Regions from separate parts of the Mus musculus genome. Here all the other regions are linked to region 1. The links are chromatin contacts, called in public promoter capture Hi-C maps. All regions are on one chromosome and are shown on one strand. The core of a region is the stretch at or near the end of the contact, and the rest is flanking DNA. Distances in the headings are between cores, read along the strand shown. Region 1 holds the start of Gstz1 (glutathione transferase zeta 1 (maleylacetoacetate isomerase)). Region 2 holds the start of Erg28 (ergosterol biosynthesis 28). Region 3 holds the start of Mlh3 (mutL homolog 3). Region 4 holds the start of Adck1 (aarF domain containing kinase 1).

Evidence for each region. Promoter capture Hi-C pulls out the DNA fragments that hold promoters and counts their contacts.
Region 2: a promoter capture Hi-C map of liver shows a contact between it and region 1, with 2.8 times the contacts expected there. The contact joins the promoter of Erg28 here to the promoter of Gstz1 in region 1. A contact is called at or near these places in 3 of 39 promoter capture datasets (the 3T3-L1 cell line, liver and pre-B cells).
Region 3: a promoter capture Hi-C map of liver shows a contact between it and region 1, with 2.8 times the contacts expected there. The contact joins the promoter of Mlh3 here to the promoter of Gstz1 in region 1. A contact is called at or near these places in 2 of 39 promoter capture datasets (cranial neural crest and liver).
Region 4: a promoter capture Hi-C map of pre-B cells shows a contact between it and region 1, with 4 times the contacts expected there. The contact joins the promoter of Adck1 here to the promoter of Gstz1 in region 1. A contact is called at or near these places in 4 of 39 promoter capture datasets (3T3-L1-derived adipocytes, the C10 cell line and pre-B cells).

What each region holds. Positions count from the first base shown.
Region 1 is chr12:87,144,457-87,150,008 of GRCm38.p6, forward strand. It overlaps Gstz1 (glutathione transferase zeta 1 (maleylacetoacetate isomerase)), which reads left to right and starts at 3,251. Exons shown (of 9, transcript NM_010363.4): 1 at 3,251-3,388. The coding sequence starts at 3,374. It overlaps Pomt2 (protein-O-mannosyltransferase 2), which reads right to left and starts at 3,446. Exons shown (of 21, transcript NM_153415.4): 1 at 2,715-3,446. The coding sequence starts at 3,172. Gm6566 (predicted gene 6566) reads right to left here. Exons shown (of 3, transcript NR_136901.1): 3 at 5,019-5,552.
Region 2 is chr12:85,823,620-85,829,140 of GRCm38.p6, forward strand. It overlaps Erg28 (ergosterol biosynthesis 28), which reads right to left and starts at 1,274. Exons shown (of 5, transcript NM_021446.3): 1 at 852-1,274. Ttll5 (tubulin tyrosine ligase-like family, member 5) reads left to right here and starts at 1,301. Exons shown (of 34, transcript NM_001081423.3): 1 at 1,301-1,467; 2 at 2,834-3,005. The coding sequence starts at 2,932.
Region 3 is chr12:85,267,152-85,272,608 of GRCm38.p6, forward strand. Mlh3 (mutL homolog 3) reads right to left here and starts at 3,448. Exons shown (of 12, transcript NM_175337.2): 1 at 3,388-3,448; 2 at 1-2,323. The coding sequence starts at 2,259. Acyp1 (acylphosphatase 1, erythrocyte (common) type) reads right to left here. Exons shown (of 3, transcript NM_025421.3): 3 at 5,247-5,457.
Region 4 is chr12:88,357,746-88,363,245 of GRCm38.p6, forward strand. Adck1 (aarF domain containing kinase 1) reads left to right here and starts at 2,769. Exons shown (of 11, transcript NM_001277297.1): 1 at 2,769-2,850. It also overlaps the pseudogene Gm5655.

The sequences.
Region 1 (5,552 bases), core at 2,001-4,500:
ATCATCAATAAACAGCTGATATTGCCAAGCATTGAACTTTTCCTCAGAAACTTTCCCTCCATCACCTTCTCCTGGCCTACACACTTTAAAAAAGCAACCTTGTCCTAATGTAGTCATCCCCAGAAAAAGTCATCTCCTCATGACTACCAACTGGGTAATAATCAGGAAAAGGGAGAGGAGCTATATCAAGTTACTCAGACACACTTAGGTTTCCATGACCATGGTATGTCTTTCTTCTTAGTGACACCCTAGATCAGCAGAGAAGGGTAAGGGAAGATGACAATACTCATATTTAATTCTAGATTCATCTCCTGTATTGTCTTACTGGAGTCAGATGGCCTACAGTTTGATAAACACAATACTTGGCTAAGTACAAGTCTCACACAATGCCACCCGTGTCAGAGACATAATAGGTCTTTACAATGCCCATAGTAAAAAGGTCTAGATAGAAATAGGGTACAACAGGAGAAAAGGCAAACAGAAACTGGTGTGGCACACACTACCTTCCTGGGCAGAGTTGTAGGAATGAAACAACCCTGAAGAAGAAAGACATTAGAGCACTAGAGATATAATACAGTGAATGGAAACATTAATTCTCTCTTTCTCCTCTAATTCTAACCCCAAAGCCAGATAAGATTCAGATGGGCCACCTAAGACAAGTGGCAGCTTATGATGGTAACAACCTGTGGCTGCAAACAGAACTCATGAACATCGACATGGACAGTCTTAAGCTACTCTTGATGTAGCTGATGACATCAGCACCAACTCTCAAAAAACAGCTCACTGGTACACTTGCTAATGCACTGATGGTACAACTTTCTCTCATTGATACACTCTATAGAATGTATCATATATGAGTCTCTAAAGTACTAGGGACCTGAGCTATGCCCATACAATCATGGAGGCTCAACCACTCCATAATACTGCCTTTGAGACTTAACCAAATCAATGCAGTGGTGGTCTACATCACAGTGAGTGATGGTCCACATAAAACTGAACTGAATGACCTGCATCTCTTCAGGTAATGTGTTAGTATTTAAGGAATAGACATGGGATGTGCATTTTAATTACCGCCAATGATACCAAAGATCAGAATCAATCGAAACTGCTTTGCACAGGTCATAACTGGTAGACTGTTCTTAGACTATATTCATACTGCTGGCCCCTCATCAGGACTTATTTGTAAGAGGCTGAGTCCAGGGCCCATCACCCCCCTGCTTGGAGTTTCATTGACAGCAGCCGTAATTAAATCATATGAGACAAACTGAACAGATGTGGTTTCTGCCTCTGTCAGCCATGCTGATCTGAGTAGCTAATAGAGTTGTGGATTAACATGAAACATCTGCCAGAAACCAAGGCAATGCATGATGGAGGGGTAATAAAGCCAATTGGGAGAGAAAGCCCTTCATCAATGTCCTGGACAGCCAGGCAGTGGTGGTGCACGCCTTTAGTCCCAGCACTTGGGAGGCAGAGGCAGGCGGATTTCTGAGTTTGAGGCCAGCCTGGTCTGCAAAGTGAGTTCCAGGATAGCCAGGGCTATACAGAGAAACCCTGTCTCAAAAAACAAAACAAAACAAAAAACAATTCTCTCTTTCTCCTCTAAGTCTAACCCCAAAGCCAGATAAGATTCAGACGGGCCACCTAAGACAAGTGGCAGCTGATGATGGACAACCACACGTGCCAAGAATGTACCTAGGATGCCCTAACTGCATTTGACCTGGGCCATTTCTTAGGGCTGTGCTTGCAATAAGAGATATGGCAATGTCTCCTATGAGAACAGAGCTAATTAAGGCTTGTGAGTGTTAAAATAGATTTCCCAAACTCGTTAGTCCTTGGCCATTATGTAACCCACTGTGGGTACACCTATCTCTTTGGGATACAGTCATGTATAGTAGGATTTGACAGGGGGTGGAAGAACCTAACTCTAAAGGTGCTGATATTCATTCCCCTTCCTGTGATTACGCCTTTGTGTTTAACCCAGTAGTTACAGCTCCCAACAGTCATAAAATGCACCTAATTTATTAATTAGCTTCACAGTAATTTATTAGTTTCCTATAGGAGCAGCCCTGTCAGTGTGTTTGCTTGCTCTTGAGTAAGATCCACTTGTGACACCTTCTATGCTAAGTTTCTGTTTGGTGATATAGAGAAGATAAAACATCCCTTCCAGCTAAAGATCAAGTAACTCTGTGAGCTTGGGAAATGGAATTGAACCAAGCCTCAAGCCACCATCTGTATCATACAAAGTAAGGCCTAGAAAATAATTCTCACAGGATAACACCAGACCTGTTGCTCAGAATCTGTGCCGCCATCTCCCGATACCCAAACTATCCTTACTCTATAGGAATCTTTTTCTTTGAAAATCACGCTTTGGGAAAATTATGTTCTACGAATTTACTAATTTCTCAGCCAAGTTCAAAGAACCTCTGAGTATCACCATTTTAAAGCCAGGTGACTAGAAGACATGAGGACAACTCCTGCAAACTCCGAGTGTGGGACCCCCACCAGGGCAAACCTATTCTCCGAGGTTTGACACACCGGAAAGCTTTCCCCAGCCACCCCCTACTCCCCTCGAAATACAACTGAGTTTCTCTACCGCCAAGGACCTGTCGTGCCTCCGATGAATCCCGCCCACTTCGCGCCCTCAAGCCAATCAGAGGGTGGCGTCACTCCCTCTCAGTTGCCATGGTGCCCGCCAAGTCCTTTCCGCCACTTACCAGATGTGAGCAGGCTGGTCCAGCCGGTGAAAGCGGGTGGCAAAGGACAGCAGCGTCACCACAGCCAACGTGGCCCACCACCCTGCCGCCTGGAAGCGCCGCGAGCTCCAAGCAGGCCGTTTAAGTTTCCGTGCTGCAGCCTGGGGGACCACGTCTCGGCTCACGGCTCTGGCAGCCTGCGGCACACAGCGGCCCCTACGGGGACGCAGCTCGGAGCCCGCTAGGCCACCGCCTATGGCCGGCGGCATCCTCCCCTTCCGAAGGATCACCCTCCGGGCCGGAGGCACGCCGGGTCTTGTCCGCTGCCCCGTCAAGGGGTCATAAGAAGGCGTCTCGAGGTGCCATGGGATTTGTAGTTCCCTCCGTTTGCCGCGGAGCGCCGGGCCCCGGGCTCTGGGCGGGGCGGAAAGTGTGGTGGCCGCCCGGGCAGCTAAGAGGCGGCCTGAGGCGTAGAGCATTGCGGGAGGCGGAGGGAAACCAAGGACTGACAAACTCGAGTCGGCTCATGAACTACAACTCCCAGCAGCTCAGGGGGCGGGGGCGGGGCCAGCCCGAAGGAGGGAGGCCATCTAGTCCAACCTTCGCTCTCTGGACCCCGCTAGGCCTCAGTCATCTTCTAGTCCCGAGAGCTGACTTTCTTGGCCGGCCGACCGGGCGAGATGCAAGCCGGGAAGGTCTGTGCCCCACGTCCGGGGATGAGGGTCTCTCCTGAGAAACGCGGAGAAGAGCTGTGGGGGGGGGCGGGGCTGAGAGCTCGCTTCTTCGCGTGGCGCCACAACGACTCCCGGCGTGCACCTCGGCGCCCGCTCACTCTACACCTGCGCGCTGGCCGCTGAACCTTATGGTGGTGGTAGATTGGGCCGGGAAGGCTAAACTTGGAAGCTTTTGAGGGGCGTCCAATCGCGCTTTTCCCTGCTTCGGGTAGACAGACCTCTTCTAGGGCTTTCAAACATGGTTCCCTACTTTGCAGTTTCGCGGCGCCCTTCGTATGTCTCTCAGGGGACCTGGTGGTCCAGGCATGCACCAAAGGCAAGGGGGAAAGATGTGACTCTTTAACGACGTTAATAATCACTTGTAGTATCTGCTCAGGTTTCTAGTTTTGTCGGTTTGGCTCTAAGAAACGATCTTGCTGTGCAGCCCAACCTGACTTTGAACTTTGACTCTCCCGCCCCCGCCTTCCAAGTGCTGGGATTCCAGGCTGTGGCATATGGAGCGTCCAGGGTTTAAGTCGAACTTCTTTAGTCCACCCTAGAGCCATTTGTATTTAAGCCATTGCTGGAATGGAGCTGCGAGTGTGTTTTATAAGAGACTTAAAATTGAGTCTCTTAGGAGGGCCGATATGTAGGAAGGCGGCACATTAGATGCAAAGGACATTGCATCCGGTTAATATAGATTTTCCACATACAGATGTGATTTTTCAGGATTTTAATCATGTAAGAAATGGTATAAAAACAGCTAGGGATGTACGCAACTCTGACGTAGCTCCTAGCATGGGCCGAGTCTCCCACAACAGAAAAACTGCAAATTTAAAGTCGCCAGAATGCATGTTTGAGTTGGAAACATGATCCTTCCCGGTGCTAATTAAACGGACATTCTACTTGATATTAAAAAGTAGCTGTTCAAGTGCAAAAATCGCCAGGTGGTTTGCTGTTAGTGCTTAGCTGTGATTTCTCTCCCTGTTTATCTAAAAGCACATAGGAGACAAGCCTCCAGATGCTCTGCAGAGAGGGTTAGGATTGTCTTTATCAGGTTAACTGATGTGGGAGAGTGACACCATTCCCTGGGTTGGGTCTGGCTGGGCCCATAATAAGGGGGAAGTCAGCCAAGCACCAACACACAGCATTGTTCTGTTTCATGCTGTGGATGCATAGGTTACTTACCAGCTGTTTCAGGCTGCTCTTCCCCCAAACCCCACCCCACCCCCACCCCAGGTGACTTACTACATCTTGAATTATAAGCCAAAATAAACCACTCTTCTTTAGACTGCCTTTGTTGGGGCATTTTATCATAGCAGCAGGAAAAGAAACTAAAATGATATATAAGAAAAAAAAATAATAATAGATGTAGGGTAAGATTCCAGCTGGGTGATGGTGATGCATGCCTTTAATCCCAGCACTCGGGAGGTAGAGGCAAGCGGATTTCTGAGTTCGAGGCCAGCCTGATCTACAAAGTGAGTTCCAGGACAGCCGGGGCTATACAGAGAAACCCTGTCTCGAAAAAGCCAAAAAAAAAAAAATTCTGTTTCCTGCTGAAGGGCCATGGGGTGTCGCGCCCACCTCAGCCAGCAAGGAAGACACGACATGGTCAGATTCTTCTCAACAGCCTTTATTGCAGGAACACCTCGATGCTGCTACCGGGACAGGGCACCCAGGGAGGGCTGCTTATATACACCCTAGCACAGGAGAAGGCTCCATGGCCCCCCAGGATTGGTCAGTCTGCCTGCATCTAATTTGCATGTACCTGCTCAGGAGGGGTCAGGCTAGCACCTGCGCAATGGTGTTGTTTACCACAAAGGCACACAGAAAGCCTGCGCCATCTTAGAGTTGGCTTCCTACATCTCCCTCTTTTTTCTTTAATGAAATGAGGCTGGTCTAGGCCTGGGCAAATCTGTCCATGGCCAGGGCTCCTGTCTTAGGTCGATCCTCTAGTATCACAGCCTTACCCATCATAGGGTTATCCTATGATGGCCTCCAGGCCCCTTCTCTTAGGTTGGTCTGTGCATGAGGAAAGTTGCCCGTCTCTGGATACCATGGATCTGTGTGACTACAACTGCCAAATGACCTAGGGCGGACTCTTAATTTTTTAAAGAGGCCAGCCAAATATTGGGAGATGCACCAT
Region 2 (5,521 bases), core at 24-2,523, 1.3 Mb before region 1:
TTCCCTTATCACTGTGGTAATGTTTCAGTATGATTCCCTACTACCCAGTGTATATAGACATCAAGTGAAGTGATGACGAAAAACCAACTATAAAGGGCTCCAGGAGAGAAAGGGTGGACCCAGAGGAAAGAGGTCTCAAACGGGGACTGTCCCAGTCTAGAGATGCTGGGGTGTGCTGATCTTCACAGACACTTACAGCATATGCCAATCTACTTCTTTTTACTTTCTCCTCTCAACACCAGCTTGGGTTATTTAAAAATCCCCCCAGCCCGCCCCCGCACACACTCCCTTTCAGTAGAACGTAGAACTTACACCCTCCATTTATTTCACAGATCTTAGAAATCCCAGAGCTGATGAAAACACACCAGAGCATTTCTGTATGACTCTACCAATTCTTTAAACCCATTCCCTTGGAGTTATGAGGTGGAGAGAGAGGTGGGGTACACCCTTGCCCAGGTCAGCATGGATGCGATACTAATTAACAATCAATAGAGGCAGACTCCTATCCTAGCTACACCACTCATATCTGAGGGGTTCAGACAAGCCAGTGAGACTCTAGAGACTCGGTTTTCTCATCCGTAAAATGGGGATATAAGCCTCTATCTCGAGGGTTACCCGATAATACATGAGGAAAAGTGAAAGCTCGTTGCAGAGCTAGGTTCATAACGACTGCCCGTTCACTCACCCATCCCCAGAATTGACCAAATCTCCATTTTCCTAGCACCTCCTCTTGGACATCGTTTCTAGACTCCTCCACCACCACCTCCGGTTGCTTTCCAGGCAACCCCCACTTTCCTAAATTTTGCAGATAGTTTTACTCGGGTGCTACATCCCACTCCAAATTCTCCTACCTGACGATCCAGTACTACTGCAGCAGTATCAGCAGCATCCGCAAACCAGCTCTCCCTAGGCCAGCTCCGGTCCCAAGTCCACCTGGGCCACTTGTTCCCGCCCCCTCCCTCAGCCCAGCTCCAGGATTGGGTTGTTTTTGTCAGTCCTCGTTCTGATTGGCTACGCTGGCTCAGTTCGAGCAGGCGATAGGGAGTGAACTCCTTTGCTGCCAATCAGCAGTTGCCGCCGCCTGAGCCTCTTCCTGCTACGCCGCTCACGCGGTAAACCCTTCTGTCGAGCGTGGCGGAACTCTGAGTTTGGAGTCAGTCTTTTAGGGGTGGGGAAAACGCAGAGAGAAAAAGGAGCCAAGAAACCTTCTGGTGACAGCCTGGGTTGGCTCTGGTGTCTGAGCGCGCCGTGGTGACGCCATCCGTCAGCGCCCGCAGCCGAGCGTTGTTCGCGCCGCTGGCGGGCGCCTGCGCAGTGGCTCTTAGCGGGCGGTTGCTTGTTGGTTGTTGTAGTAACGGGGGAAGCAGCCTTCGGCGGCTGCGTTGATTCGGGCTGGGGAAGGAGGAGGGAGGTGAAGCAGAGCGTGGTCCCCGCCTGCCGGCCCCGAGCCGTGAGAAGATGAGACAGGTAAACGCCTGCGCCGGCGCGCTCCGGGGAGGTGCGCTCCAGGGTTAGGCGGGCGCCGCTGCGCTTCCCTCCGAGCTCCGGAGCAGCTGTTGGCTTCCGGGCGTGCTGGGCAGAAGCGCTGCGGCAGAGTCGCCGCGTCCTTGCCTGCGGAGCTGCCTGGGGTTGGGGTGTGCTGGGCTGGAGCTGGCGGCTGGTCCCTGTAGGGGCAAGGACTTCCTGAGCATTTATCTCGTTCTACTCTTCAGGGAGCCGAGGAAAGGTGGGCATCCCTGAAGGTTTTAACTTAAAAGACTCTCAAGCATTTTTGGGTAAGGTCGAGAAGTTCCTTTAGGAATCACCCGAAAAGAATCATTGAGGTTGTTTGGTATTACTCATTTCTGCTGAAGATGTGTAGGGTCGGGGTTAGTCACTGTTGCTGCTTGCTGCAGTTGCTTTGTTTTTGAGAGTCTTATTGTATAAGTCAATGCACAGACCAGCAAAAGCTTGGAGAATTGCCACGAATTGATTATCTTTGAGTAGTGACATTAAGGTTAAGCGTTTTCCCTAAACGTTTCTATTTTCTCTATAACGAACATGAAACTTTTTCTCTATGGAAAGTGTTTGAAGTTAGAAGCCTGGGAATTGGAGATTTCCTAATTTTATGTGTCTACTTGATATCCGGATTAAAATGTGTGATTAAAAAAAAAAGTACCAATAATTAGAGTATTTGACTTCCCCTTTCCCCGGCCATTTATGTGATCCCTGCTGAGGAGAAATATTTTCACCACCCTTTTATTAATAGTTCGGGTGATTTGGTTTTCCTAGAAACATAACAGCTTATTCTGTTTGCTTGTGGTAGAGTCTGTATAAATATTGGCAAGGGTTTTGAACCTTGGATTTTTATTTTGATCCTGGTCAGATTTGTTTAGCAAAGAATTTTCTAAACATAGGCTTATCAACTGTCCACATCAGTGCCCTAAAGCCTCTCCTTTGGTGCTTGCTCTTTTATTATATAAAACGACTCAAATTCAGTAACAGCTTTTTAGATACAGCAGAGACAGTATCTGTTTGAAAAAAATTTTGTGTCATACCCTTTTAATCCCAGCAGAGGCAGGCAGATCTCTGAGCTCTAGGCCAGCCTGGTCTACAAGTGAGTTCCAGGACAACCAGGGCTACACAAAGAAACCTTGTCTTGAAAAACAAAAACAAACAAACACAGAAAAAAAATTCTTGATTTTTGTGATATGTGAGGTGCACTGTGGCAGAAGGTAAGCTTCTAGAGACTGGAAAATACTCAGGAATATATTTCTTTTCATCTTAAAGATCATGCAAAAAATCCTGAAGTATGCAACTGCATTGTCTTTGAAGTCCTTTGACTTTCTTACAGGAGTCTGTGCCATCCAAATTGTTTGATCCAGTGAGACTGCAAGGAAGAAAGGTCTCTGAGGCCTCTGTGTGCTGACTGTATGACAGACCCCAAAGGAGATGCCAGTTGTGATGGCCCGGGACCTGGAGGAGACAGCATCGTCCTCAGAGGACGAGGACCTGGCCAACCAAGAGTGAGTGACAGTCAGCCCGCCCTTAAGGGGGGGGTTCCTTTATTCACCTCCAGGTTTCCTTCTTTGTGTTGCCTGGCCCTAGCTTCCATCTGTGTTTGGAGTCAAGATCATATTATTCACTTCCCATCCTTTTTCAGAAATTCGAAGGGTGGGCTTATGTTTCTAGGCCTCTAAGTCAATATCACCTTTAGATGTTCTAAAGTTCAGATAGGAACTCAGGTGAACTTGGTTCCCCACCCCCTTCTGCTTTGTTTTTGAGGTGGGGGTCTCTCATTTCTGTTGCCATACCTCCCACCACATCTGGCGCGCTCTCTCTCTCTCTCCCTCCCTCTCTCTCTCTCTCTGTGTGCACATTTTAAAACAGACTCGCCTGCTTGAGTTTATGTGCAGCATGGGCATGCAGGTTCCTGAGGAGGCCAGGGTACATGGAATTCCTTGGAGCTTCAGTTACAGAGTTTGTGGCAGCTTGATGGAGTGCTGGGAAATGAACCTGGCTCCTCTGCAGGAGCAGGAAGCTCTCATAACTGTTGAGCCATCCTTCTAGTCCCTGCAGTTGGCTTTGTTGTGGGTTTTGGGGGATTGAACATGGGGCATCAGGCTTCCAAGCAAGTACATTTACCTGATGCACCATCTCCTGGCTCTAATAGGTGAACTGAGTGCAGTACGGATGTGGAAGTCAGAGGACAACTTTCTGGAATCTGTTCTCTCCTTCCATCATGTGGGTCCTGGGAATTGAACTTGGGTCAGGTTTGGCGACAAGCACCTTATCCGCTGAGTCATCTTGTCAGCCTTGTGTCTTGACCATAGCTTCTAGTAATTGAAAAATTGGAGATTTTGAAAATTTTAGAGATTGGTGAAACGTTAAGTTCTTAGGCTCTGACCTTGACTCTATAAGTTTTCTCTGAAGCATTTACAGCTGTAGAACGGTGATGATATGAAGGGCAGGCCACACACAGCAGAACCTCTGTGAAGATGCTCCGATGAGAATACTAGAGCTCTGTAGCCTGTGCCGTGTTCATTGAACCACAAGGGCTCTCTGTAAGTTCTTTCAGGTTAAGGGTCAAGGTCATTCATTGACTGTTGGGTCCTCATAATGAAAATGATTAACAGGGCCAACTGTAGCTTCTAGAGATGGTAGAGTAGATCATTTAATATGCACACTGAGAGATTTTAATTTAAAAATATTATTTCCACCTTATTAGACTCACAAATATCAAAGAATCTCCACTTTACAGAGAAGAGATGGATTGTGATTCTAATTTAGCTCTCAGTTTTGAGGACTTTTACCTCTCATAATTTTACTCGATATGGAAGAGAAAAGCTGATAGGCTTATCTAATTTATTTATATATAACTCTAAGCTCTCATATATGTATACTGCACTTTCATCCTCTCCTTCCACTCCCTCTCCTCAAATTCATAGCTTCTTTTTAAAAAAATTATCTTTACATAAATGTACACACACTCACACACACACAAATACACAAATAAATATAATCTTGAGGCCAGGGTGACCTGAAGCTCACTAGGTAACCCAGGCTGGCCTCAGATGCGTAGCAGTCCTCCTGCCTCAGCTTCCTAGTGCTTGAGATTTTAGGCGTGAATAAGTCACTTTTCTTAGCTTAAGCCGTTTCTCAGTCCCTTAGAATACACACTCTAGAACCCGAGTAGCTCCCAGCCTATTTTGAAAGGGTGTGATTAGGTTCAAACTATAATACACATGAAAGTACTTGATAAAGTTATGAAGCATGGTATAAATGTAAGGCATTGTTCTTAGTAGCTAATGCGGTCATGGTAGACTGTATAAGGTAGAAGATTATATTAACAATATTTGAGAAATAGTTACAGCATTAAGTTTCCAGGAAAGGCTTATCATTGTTAGTTCACAGCACATAATGACTTGACAGTGTATTGGGGTCACTGTTTTCAGATAATTAGATGGGTAATTCCCTCTGGTTCCTCTGCTTCATGCGACATCTTACTTCAGTCTACTTCCTTTTACTCATTTTAGAAAGTATTTAATGCCAACCAGGGTTGTTCTTTTACTCTTGTTTTTCCTTTTTTCTTAATTTTTTAAAATCTCTGCGTAGTGGCTTAGATGATGAACACAGATAATACAATATAACTGACTGTTGCTTATATTTATAATTGAGAAATGCTAATTATCTAGTAGATTTCCCAACCCTCATCTAAATTCATGGAGTTTTTGCATACTTCTGTGGATTTTTCGCGATTACTCTTGTCTTGTCAGCTCATGGACAGGTCTGTCATACACTGGCTTTCTACTCTGGGAAGCTGACTCAGGGTTTCTGACACTGAGGTGAAACATCAAGACCCAAAGCAACACCAGGAAAAAAGACTTCATTTTAGCTTCCATGTCCAGGTCCCAGTCCAGTCAGGGCAGGGACCCGGCAGGAACCTGGAGGCAGGGCTGAAGCAGACGCCATGGAGGACACTGCTCACTGCGTGCTAACTCATGGTTGGCTCAGCCTGCTTTCCTCTACAGCCCAGGGCCTG
Region 3 (5,457 bases), core at 2,198-4,697, 1.9 Mb before region 1:
TACTTGTGAACGCAAGCTTAGCTTCCTACGGACTACCTGTTTGAAGGAACCCCTTTTATCTATTTTCCTACAACCATCGGAAACATATCTACACCATGGGAAGGAGGATGCATCAGGCAAAAGGCGATCTGTGTGTGATTCTTTACAGCTTTCCTGAAAAAGAGCCAAGTTGTCATCTGTTGCTACAGGTTTGTTCTCTGTCCCGTAACCTGTATTTGTTCTGCAAAACCTTTTGTTGGGCGGTTGACTGGATTCTTTACTTAAAGTGCTTGTTAAATCACTGCTGTCTGGAGTCTCAATTGCATGGTGTGTTCTTTTTCCAAATGTTTCTTGGGCACTTACAGGACCAGGTCGAGCATAATTTTTAAATGAATGTTCTGTTTCAGTTGATTTAGCGTGCTCACTTTGTACTACATGAGTTATAAAGCCAGTGGAGCATAATTTAACTTGTCCATAACTAAAAACATTTACTCTTCCACGACTACTGGGCTCCTTTTTCCTTCTTTCCTTCTTCCTCTGAGTACCCCGTACCCTTAATAAGGTTGTCTCAAAAGGCAGAGGTTGGCACCCCACTTCAGGAGCATCTTTCCATTTCTCCAGTTGACTCGGAATGTCATTATTTTGGGGAATGTTGGCAGCCATGACATTAACAGTACTACTTATTGTCTGCATTTCCAGATCTGCCTCTCTCTCCTCAAGGAGGTGATGCATTTGGATGGGGCTTGAAAACATTTTTGGACTGGTTTCATGTATCCTTCCTGAAGTCTTATTTTCCAAAAAAGATTTTTTCCATTTCTCATTTTCTCCGGAGTGTGATGTTTTGGCTACCTCTTCTTCTGACACCCTCGGTTCTAAGTAAGCACTGTTGTTGCTGTCCTGTAAAACAGACTCTACCGATTTACTATAGCACGGGCCATCCGATGCATCTGTGTACAATGAGCCCACTGTCTTTTTTCTGATAGTTTCTGAATCACCAGGGTTTTGTCTGGTTTTATTTTCTAGAGTAGCTATTCTTTTCACAGCTTTTGACTGCAAATTAAACATTTCATAGGAATCCAGAATTTTATTACACGCTTCCCGGAAACTGCTCTGGTCACACTTCTCATGAGTAGACACATGTGTCTGAAGAGTCGTGCCAAACAAACTAAAACCATTATCTTCATTAAATTCCTTAATATCTTCACCTGATAATTCTACAAATAATTTTTCTTGCTTTAAAAACCTTTTTACTCCTTCCTGAATACAAATCAACACGGTATCCCAGCTCTGAAACTCAATCAGAGTTTTGGCTGGCTCTATGCAGACATCATACTCACAGAAAGGGCACTGCACATTGATTACATATATCCCGTGGAGTTCTGAGGCAGAACGGTGTCGAGGACTTGAATTCATTTGCCTACTGGCAGAGCCATTCTTTGGCCTGCATATAATGCTTTCTTTTCTTAATAAAAAGTCAATAAGTTTATGCAACTTTGTTCTTAAAACTAGTCTTCTGTTCACAAACAAAAACTGCATATTCTTATTGTAGTGTGCTTCAGAGCTGATGTAGCCACTGAACTCAAATTCCTTGTATTTAAAACGTATTTCTCTTAACTTTTGGGACTTGCCCAATCCGTAAATTTGACAGAATCGAGAGCATATGTCTTTGGTTTTAGGGAGCTGAAGAACCATGGATCCAGATACATCGTTCCTCAAAGAGAAAGAAATGGAGGGGTGCATAAGTGAGAGAGCTTCTACCCTCTGCCGAACTTTCTCAAACTCTAGTCTAGGATCCATGCTTTTCCTCCGCACAGGAAACTGGTAAAACAGGTTATAGACCGTTACTGTAGTCCCCACACTTGGTCTGGTCAAATCAGCCTCATGGGTGGCAAGGGCTTTTCCATTCTGAAACATTTTCACAAAGGTTTTCAGTGTTGTGTTTTTCTTGGATGAAATCTCCACAGCACCAGCCATGTCGGCTATACTTGCCAAGGCCTCTCCTCGGAAGCCATAAAATGCTGGGTTCTCCAAGTCCCGCACTGAGTGGCATTTACTAGTAAAATACCGGTTTCCCACCTTCTCTACATCGTCCCCCGCCATCCCAAGTCCATTGTCTATCACTTGAACTTGGAAGGTTTCCATATTCACTCTGATGGCCACACATGTTGCTTCAGCATCAATACTGTTAAGGGTAAGTTCTTCAACACACTGGCCCAAGGAGCTTATGGCTAAACCGGAACGCAACTTGGTTTTTACGTCATCTGATAGACACCTGATCATGGCAGGGACACATGTGGAGGGAGTGGCAGACACTGGCTTCCTTCTCTGACTGGAAAATAATCACCTACAGGAAACAAAACACAACACATACTCTAGCAAACCTCAGTTATATCACATCACCCATTTCTCTCGACTATTACAAAGAACTACAGTTAGAGTATTAAACCAAAACGCGAAAGGGAAGTATACTTCTAGTTTCTAGACAGCACACAAAACTCATGCACTGGTATAACAAGCTTCAATTCCAAAGCATTCATAATTTCATTAATTTTCGCTGTTCCTAAAATGAATGCCCTAGAGTGAAATTATAATTACGCTAGATGCTGATCCGTAAAGACACTATTCAAATTTCTAAGCACTTCACTAAAAACAGATGCCTAAATTAAACGCAGCTAAGAAACATTAGCTAGAAATTATTCATGAAAAAAGTCCAAGCTAGTTTCATAACATTTATACTTTACACAATAACCACGGCTTTTAGAAAATCCTTTGATGTTCTAAGACACTGTAAGTAAGAAGGTAAAAAAAACAATGGGACTAAGTCAAAGTCAAATCTATCAAGGAGACACAGTAAGCCATTACTTTCTCAGGAAGAGGTGGGGGTGGGGGAGGTAAAACTCCTTTGATATTTAAGTCCTGCTCCTGTGTAGCTTGATAGCTTGCAGAAAGGCCCTTATTACTGATATTCTTTTATATTGATACTCTCGGTCTTTTATATCCCCAGAACATAGCTTGGCAATAAAAAGTGAGTGTATGGGGTGGTCGGACCCTGATTCCAGGTTTTCTTATACAAACCCTAAGACTCTAGGTAGTTAAAGGTCTCATTCTTAAGTGACAACAGTGAGGCAGGTGACAGGCTCTTTTGTTTTGTTTTTAAAGCCTGGAAAAACCGGGGCTACGACAGCATTTAGCCACCGTTGGCAAACGGGGTGAATGTGTAATGAGCAGTTCTAGGGTCTGGAAAGTCGGGCATCCCGTGCAGGCCGGGCCGCGCCTGCGCAATCCACCCACCCCGCACCTCCGGGGGAGCCGGGGCCCCGCCAGACAGGCCCGCGGCAGTCACCATTGCTCCTGTCCAGTTAGACAAGCTCTCTGGACCACATTTCATCACGTGCTTTCCCCCTTCACCTCGAATCTCCTCCATCAACTCTCACCGACCAACCACCTCCAACGCCGAGCGCGCGCTCCCGAGCATGCGCTTCCGAGACACCGCCAGACGGCGTCTGCACGACGTCTCAGTGCGCAGGCGCTAAGGTGGCCAAGCTGCGCGTCCCTTCACCTGGCGGGTTCCAATTAGTTCTTTTGTCTTATTCTCTTTCGGAATGGGGTGAAAGGCTGTTTCTACTAAATTTTACTTTGCTCCCCTTCTCGTCTCCTTTGCATGTTCTAATATGTAGTTCCACATATATCTTTCTTGTTTCCTTAGTCTTTGTTCGCTAGATTGTAAACTATGTGAAAGTAGTTTGGTTTTTTGTTTACTGCTGTGTCCTGGTGGCAAGTAGATATTCAGGGAATGAATGCAGAGCATTCCTTTTTTTGTTTGTTTGTTTTTCGAGATAGGGTTTCTCTGTATAGCCTTGGCTGTCCTGGAACTCACTCTGTAGACTAGGTTGGCCTTGAACTCAGAAATCTGCCTGCCTCTGCCTCCCAAATCCAGGGATTAAAGGCGTGCGCCACCACTGCCTGGCAAGAGCATTCTTGAAAATTAAAGCTTTACGAAGCTGGAAAGGGCTGAGAAGCCTCTCTCTCTTTCTCTCATATTTTGTTTTTGTTTTTCTTTCAAAACATGATTTCTCTGTGTAACAGCCCCGGAACTCGCTTTATAGACCAGGCTGGCCTATAAACTCACGGAAATCCTTCTGCCTCTGCCTCCCAAACGCTGGGATTAAAGGTGTGCTCCCACTCCCCACCCCACCTCCACGTCTGCCCAGCCCAACTCTCTTGATTTGCAAATCAGGACATCAGGGTCCCTCCTTCCCTTCCTTCCTCTCTTCCTCCCTCTCTCTCTCTCCCCACCCCCATACCACCACGGCTTTTTCCTGCAAGAGCACAGTGAGAATATTTTGAGAATTATTAGGCAATCCTCAGTTTTTGTCTTCTGTTTCATCCAAACCTCCTCCCAGAAACTTTTTAAAAAAGATTTATGTATTTCATGTGTATGGGGTTTTGTCTGCTTGTACTTCTGCACACCAGAAGAGGGCATCGGATCCCTTGGTCTTAGAGCCATAGACTGTGTGAACCACCATGTGGGTGTTGGGAGTTGAACTCAGGACTTCTGGAAAAGTTGCCAGTGCTCTTAACTGCTGAGCCATCTCCACAGGGAGGACATCCCTCCTCCCTTTAAAGGAACTTAGGACAAAGTTTTAAATGAGTATATATTTAATTACTAACCAAACCAAATCAGACTTGTGGAGCCAATGAAGCAAACTTCTGATTATTGTTCAGTTTGCCAGGGCTTCATGACAAAAGGCCACAGGCTGGGTGGCTTAAGTAGCCGGGGTTTTTGTTTGTTTTCTTTTCTTTCCAGTTCTAGGACAAGCTGGAGTTTAGGCCAGGATTCCTTCTTGGGTGTGGCTGTCTGTCTTCACGTGGTCTGTGGTGCATACACTCTTATGAGTCAGCAGTCCAATGGGATTGGTCCTTGGGTTAGAGTAGTTTAGGTATACAAATGAGGGGAGGCGCAATCCAGGCCATAACTACTTTATCTGAATTTCTCACCTTTGGAAAAGGAGTGACTGTAGATGTTCCAAAGGATTGAAAACCAAAAGTAATTAGTGCAGTGCGTCATGTGAACACGGAACAGCCCAACCTGGTGGCATTTGCTCTTGCTACACATGAAGTCTCCCGTGTAAACAATGTAAAGAAATGGCAAAGTTACTTCTCTTTCAGACCTCGTTAAACTACCCCAAAATTTTCCTCTCACAATAACGAATTAATCATGTTGCCCAAAGTTCACTAAGGATTAAAAGGGAGGGGGGGAAGCAATGTAAGCATAAGGTTCTAATGTGTTTTTATTGGTTAGAATTATACACATTTGTATTTCATCATACTTGTAATACGTGGTAACTTTTCCAACATGCAACCAAAATAACTTACTAACAAATTCTAATACTGAGCACAGAATAGTTCTATTTTTTTTTTAATCTAGCGATTTAAAAAAAGGAGTGAGATTATTTTGAAAAAATATTAAGATTCGTT
Region 4 (5,500 bases), core at 1,519-4,018, 1.2 Mb after region 1:
TTTGCTGACTCATTAAAAAAAATACTTATTTAATGTACTTGAGTAATGCTGTAGCTGTTCTCTTTTCTTTTCTTTTCTTTTCTTTTCTTTTCTTTTGAGAAAAGCATTATATTTACTGCATAGAGGAAGTTACCTGAGTCCCTAACCAGACAGTGACCCCAGATGAGTTATTTAATATTCTCAAGCGTGGTTTTCTCATTGTCGAAGGGATGATAAGATCTGCATTATTATTTTTTTCATTTTTTCTTTTATTGGATGCTTTCTTTATTTAAATTCCAAATGTTATCCCCTTTCCATGTCCCCCCTCCAGAATCCCCATCCCATACCCCTTCCCCCTGCCTCTCTACCACTTACCCACCCACTTCTGCTTTTTTCTTTTTGGTTTTGTTTTTTGGTTTTTTTTTTTTTTTGTTTTTTTTGTTTTTTTTTTTTTTGTATTTTTCATGGCTTCTTTTTCTTTTTTTTAATTTATTTTTTATTAGACATTTTCTTTATATAGATTTCAAATGCTATCCTGAAAGTTCCCTATACCCTCCCCCACGCCCTGCTCCCCTACCCACCCACTCCCACTTCTTGGCCCTGGCATTCCCCTGTACTGGAGCATATAAAGTTTGCAATACCAAGCGGCCTCTCTTCCCAGTGATGGCTGACTAGGCCATCTTCTGTGTAGCTGTTCTTATATACACCAGGAGAGCGCATCCAATCCCATTACAGATGGATGTGAAACACCTTGTGGTTACTGTAAATTGAACTCAGGACCTCTGGAAGAACAGTGTTCTTAACTGCTGAGCCATCTCTCCAGCCCTTGCTAACTCTCTCTCTCTCTCTCTCTCTCTCTCTCTCTCTCTCGCTGTTGTTGTTAAACAGTTTAATTTTTTTGACCTCCAGCTTTGTTTGTTTGTTTTTAAATAACTTAACAGTCACACCTCTAAGTTGGTGTACTATGTACAGATCATACAGAATGAATATGAAGAGATATAAATTGGTCATGCCAAAAAAGATTGACTAGAGTACAGAGTCATCTTCATAAATACATATAAAATTCTTATGAAGATAGAGGGGATTGCCAGGTTTTCTGAGGCACTTTCCAAAGTTATTCAAGGCACAAAATATACACCATTGTGAATATACATATTCTAGACTTTGTGTCTCTGACACAGCCCAAAGATTTGGCTTCATGGCTATTATAACACTAAATATACTGAATGAAATGGTTTCTTGGGTGAAAAAGCCAGACCAATAACCATCATATAGATAATTACTCCAAAATATGGAGAATACAAATACAAGCACTGTATTTTAAAAAGCAAACACAAAAGATCATGTAAATCCAAAAGTGTTAATTGTTTCAAGTTTCCATTTTGGATCATTTAGAATCTAGACAAGTTGGTTCCCAGCTTATCCATCACTTGTCTGTAGTAAGGAAAATGATTCTAAAAAGTCAACATGGTTTTCAGTATTTAAAAAATAGGTAAAAAGTATGTAAAAGCCTCGAGAGACCAATAATATCCAATAGCTTCAAAAGATAAACTAAAGACCCTTAGATGTAATCAACTTTACCAACATCTGTCCGTGTCTGTTTAATATTTACAGGGAAAATATACTCACTATAATTTTTTATAGAATGGCAAGTAGGAAGTTGATGTAGGAGATGTAGAAGGGCAAAGAGAACTCAGAAAGTCTTTCTATTATGTAACTTTTGCTTTAGAATCATCAAAAAGCAACTACTTCCCCTCATACTCCTTTAAGTTTTGCACTGCATAGGAAATTTCATTCTCAACTCCATTCATGTTAACGCCTGTTGGGTCACTGGAGTCTTCGTTCCTGTCAGATTCGTGGGTCCCATTAGTATCATTAGTTTCAGAATTTCTATTGTCAGTGAATGGGGTCCCAACCACCTTATCAGGATTAGATGTTTTGTTGGACAGCTCATAGTCTGCTTTGCTCTTTTGTCCTCCAAGAAGTCCAATACCTTCTACATTTTTTTTATTGTTGTTGTTCAAAACCTTTTCCACCAAATCTAATTGATACTTCATCGTCATAATTTTCAGCCACCCCCTTGCTTCCTCCTCATTCAGTGGCTCTGTCTTACCTATTTCACACATCTGGTCAACCACAAAATTCCCCTCATCGAGTTCTAGACTGTTAAAAGCCAGGGACTTTAACAGATGCAGTAGAGTTTGTGCCCACTACTAATAGTAATGCCACTGTGCATTGCAACAGCAAATAATCCATAGCTGTCATTAGTCGGCTTGGTGCTCCATTCTTCTAGTGACAGCTTAAGAGGTATCAACAAAGGAGTGTTGGTCTTGGAAAGTCCACCACCATAACAATCAAACTCCAGTAGCAGCAAAGCATTTCAGATGAATAGTGATAATAGGCATTTTGTCAAACCAGAGACTTCGCTTTGCTTCCGTATAATAATGGCAATTTTCACAGAAATATTTAACCTCTCCTACAATTCTCTCCACTGAAACAAGGTTTCATTTCATTTCTCTCAAGGTCTTCGTTTCAACAGGAATAGCTGACTCACTCATTAGAATTCTAATTAGAATCTAATGCCTACTTAAAATCTACAGATCCAGAATTACATCATCCATTAAACATGGATCTATACTTTGACTCCTTAAATTATTCTCAGTATGATTCTTTGTCGGTATCTTAGCAGACAAGGAAAGGTTTTCCTCTGGCTCAGGGACCACAGCTGTGGCCTCTAGTCTAAGGAACAGAAAAGAACTACAAATCCCGGCAGGCCTCGCGGCACCGGCTTCTGTAGGCGCTCTGGTGGCGAAAGCACTGTTTCCTGGAATTTGGGTTCCGGGCTGCGCGGCGCAGCTTCCCTACCCTCTGGTGAGTAGCACCCGCGCACAGAGTCCTGGCCAATCCCGCTGCCAGATTGTGCGGGACGTGGAGAGCGGTGGGTCCGGTGCAGATGTGCTCCGCGACGTTTGAGCTCAGGCTCTGCCGCCCAGACGAAGCTGGGAGGAAACTCGAGCCTGTGACCCTGTCACCCTAGCTGGCGAAACCACGTGGTTCAGGTGACTCGCAGTGCCCCGCCCCCTTGGCTGTGACTCTCTCGCTCGGTGTCCTAGAGGTCCTTAGTGTGGACTGGCCACTTGGGTGGCCCAACCTTGCGTGCCCTGGAGTAGGCAGAGGTGAAGAGGGGCTACGAGTGGCTCCGCCGGCAGCCTTCAGACATCGGTGACCTTGTGGGCTCCCACGCAGAGGTAGCTGGGGCGATGAGCGTGGAGTGGTGAAGAGCAGGGGCCTCCCCAGAAGTCAGGTCACCTAGGCTTGCTACAGGCTCCAGTCTCCTTAACTCCCCAGTACCTTGGAGACTTCCAGTGCTTCCAGCAGATGTGCGGAGAGAAGACTTTCATAGTACAGCTGTCCCAGACTTCGTTGACATTTACTTGCCACGAAAGTGAGAAGCTTAGCGCTTAGTAGGCGCTCAAGATATAGTTGCGGAGTTGCTAGGAATTGGATTTTGTCCTGTGACAATTTTTCTTTAAGCGTCTTCTTGTCACTGTGGTTCACAGGCTGTGTGTATGTAGTGTGCAGCAGAGTGATGTGGAGGGCTTGTTACTACACAGAATTCAGCCCACTTCCTCTTTAAACTTCTGATTTTAGTGTGATATTTGAACTCTGGGATCGGCATGTCCAACATGAACCCAGGAGATGCCATGTCGCTACCCCGGGGACTATAAGTTTGAATGCTATTTTATAAGAAAAAGTCCATATCGATTTGTCACACTGGGTTATGGTGTGTGTGTGTGGGGGTGGGGGGTGGGGTGGGGGGTGGTTGTGTCCCTGTGGCTAGCTTCGATATTGTAGTTGTAGCACTCATGGCACCTGCTTTACACACTGCAACCCAACCCCATTACTTTATGTACATATATCCATGTAGTTTTGCCACCTGGGTCCTTTTTATCCTGGATTATATTCTCTCTTATTTTACTGTGGTATTTGGCTGATACTCAACGGGCCTTATGGTGTGAGATTTTAACTTCTGAGAGAATTTATCACACTTTATTTCTTTCCAAACATACCCCCTCAGTCCCCTCCTTGCCAGAGACTGGACTGGTGAATGGCTAGAGTGCTTGGTATAGCCATCCATCCCTGTCTTGTCTCCCAGTAGGACACACCCTGCCTGGGTTATCTAGGACTAAATGTCCGAGACAGAGAACCACTGGCCACTCCAGCCAATTCCTTGTTCATATGCACTCTGTTGGCGGCACAGACACACGTGGACTCTAGCATTTGTTCCCTTGGCTCCTTTGGGCAATTTCTTCTACTGCCTTGTCTGTAGAGTGAAGCTCCAGTGGTCTGTACTTGAGAATCTAGTTGTGCAAGTTATGTGAGCTATTTATTTGAGCACTTCTGGAAGCTCACTCACTTCTCTTACCTGCTGCCCGCTGCTCTTGCCCTTGAGTTGTTAGTCCCCCTTCCTAAGGTGAGCTGAGTGGAAAAAGTTCTCTTGTGCTGGGGGAGATTTATCTTGCTTATCTGCTGAGAAACCTTGGCATTGGTCTGGGATTCCTTAGTTTAATTAGTATTGATCCAAGCAAGTTCTGTCCATTACACACTAAGAAGTGTAGTTAAAACTCACTCTTGCATTGAACGTTACCTAACTGTAGGATGGGGAAGACTGGGAGCCTCCTCAGGCCATGTTCCTGGGCATGGATTCGTCATTGCCTGCTTTCTCCAAGAGTATATTTGGGTCTTTTCTGGTTTGGAAAGTGTTCCAGAAAGAAAAACAAAAACAAAATGTATATTTGCCCAATAATCTCTATAGGAAATGGAAGGTAGCCAGGGTCACTGTTGGGGACAAATAGAGTTTTCTTCCTAAATGACTCCCCTCAGCAGGGTTCTCTTCTTCACCGAGGTGGTGTGGAGGTGGGGGTGAGTGGGGATGTAATTTCAGACCTGCATTCTCAGGGTGTCACCTGAGGAGGGGCAGGGAGTAGATGGTAGTTGGGAAGTCTATTTACATAAGTGCTTGGTTTCTTCATTAGTTCTATCCTTGAGATGGGCTTTTAAAAGAGGATTTATTTATTTATTTTGATTTCATGTGCACTGTCTGCATGCAGGTCTGAGGGAGTGTCTGATCTCTTGAAATTGGAGTTACAGACAGTTGTGAGCAGCCGTGTGTGCTCTTAACTGCTGAGCAAACTCTCCAGCCCCCGAGATGGACATTTTTAATTGATCACCTACTTGTCCGGCTTCCTGAACACATGGATTCATGAGGAACTGGGGTGTCTCCTCTGGCCCTGAGACAGAGTTCACTGTCATTGATTTGATGATTAAGCAGCTATACCACTGCTTCGGGCTCAAATGTGTTATTTCTAGTGAGGACTATTGCTTGATCTTTGACATGCTATTGATTTCCAGAGCTCCAGACACTGCCTTCCACAGACTTGGCTCTCTTGGGGCTTGGTTGCAGGTCAGAAATGAGAGTTTCTGTCTGCAGCAGTTGTATTTACTTCAAGCCAGTAGCAAG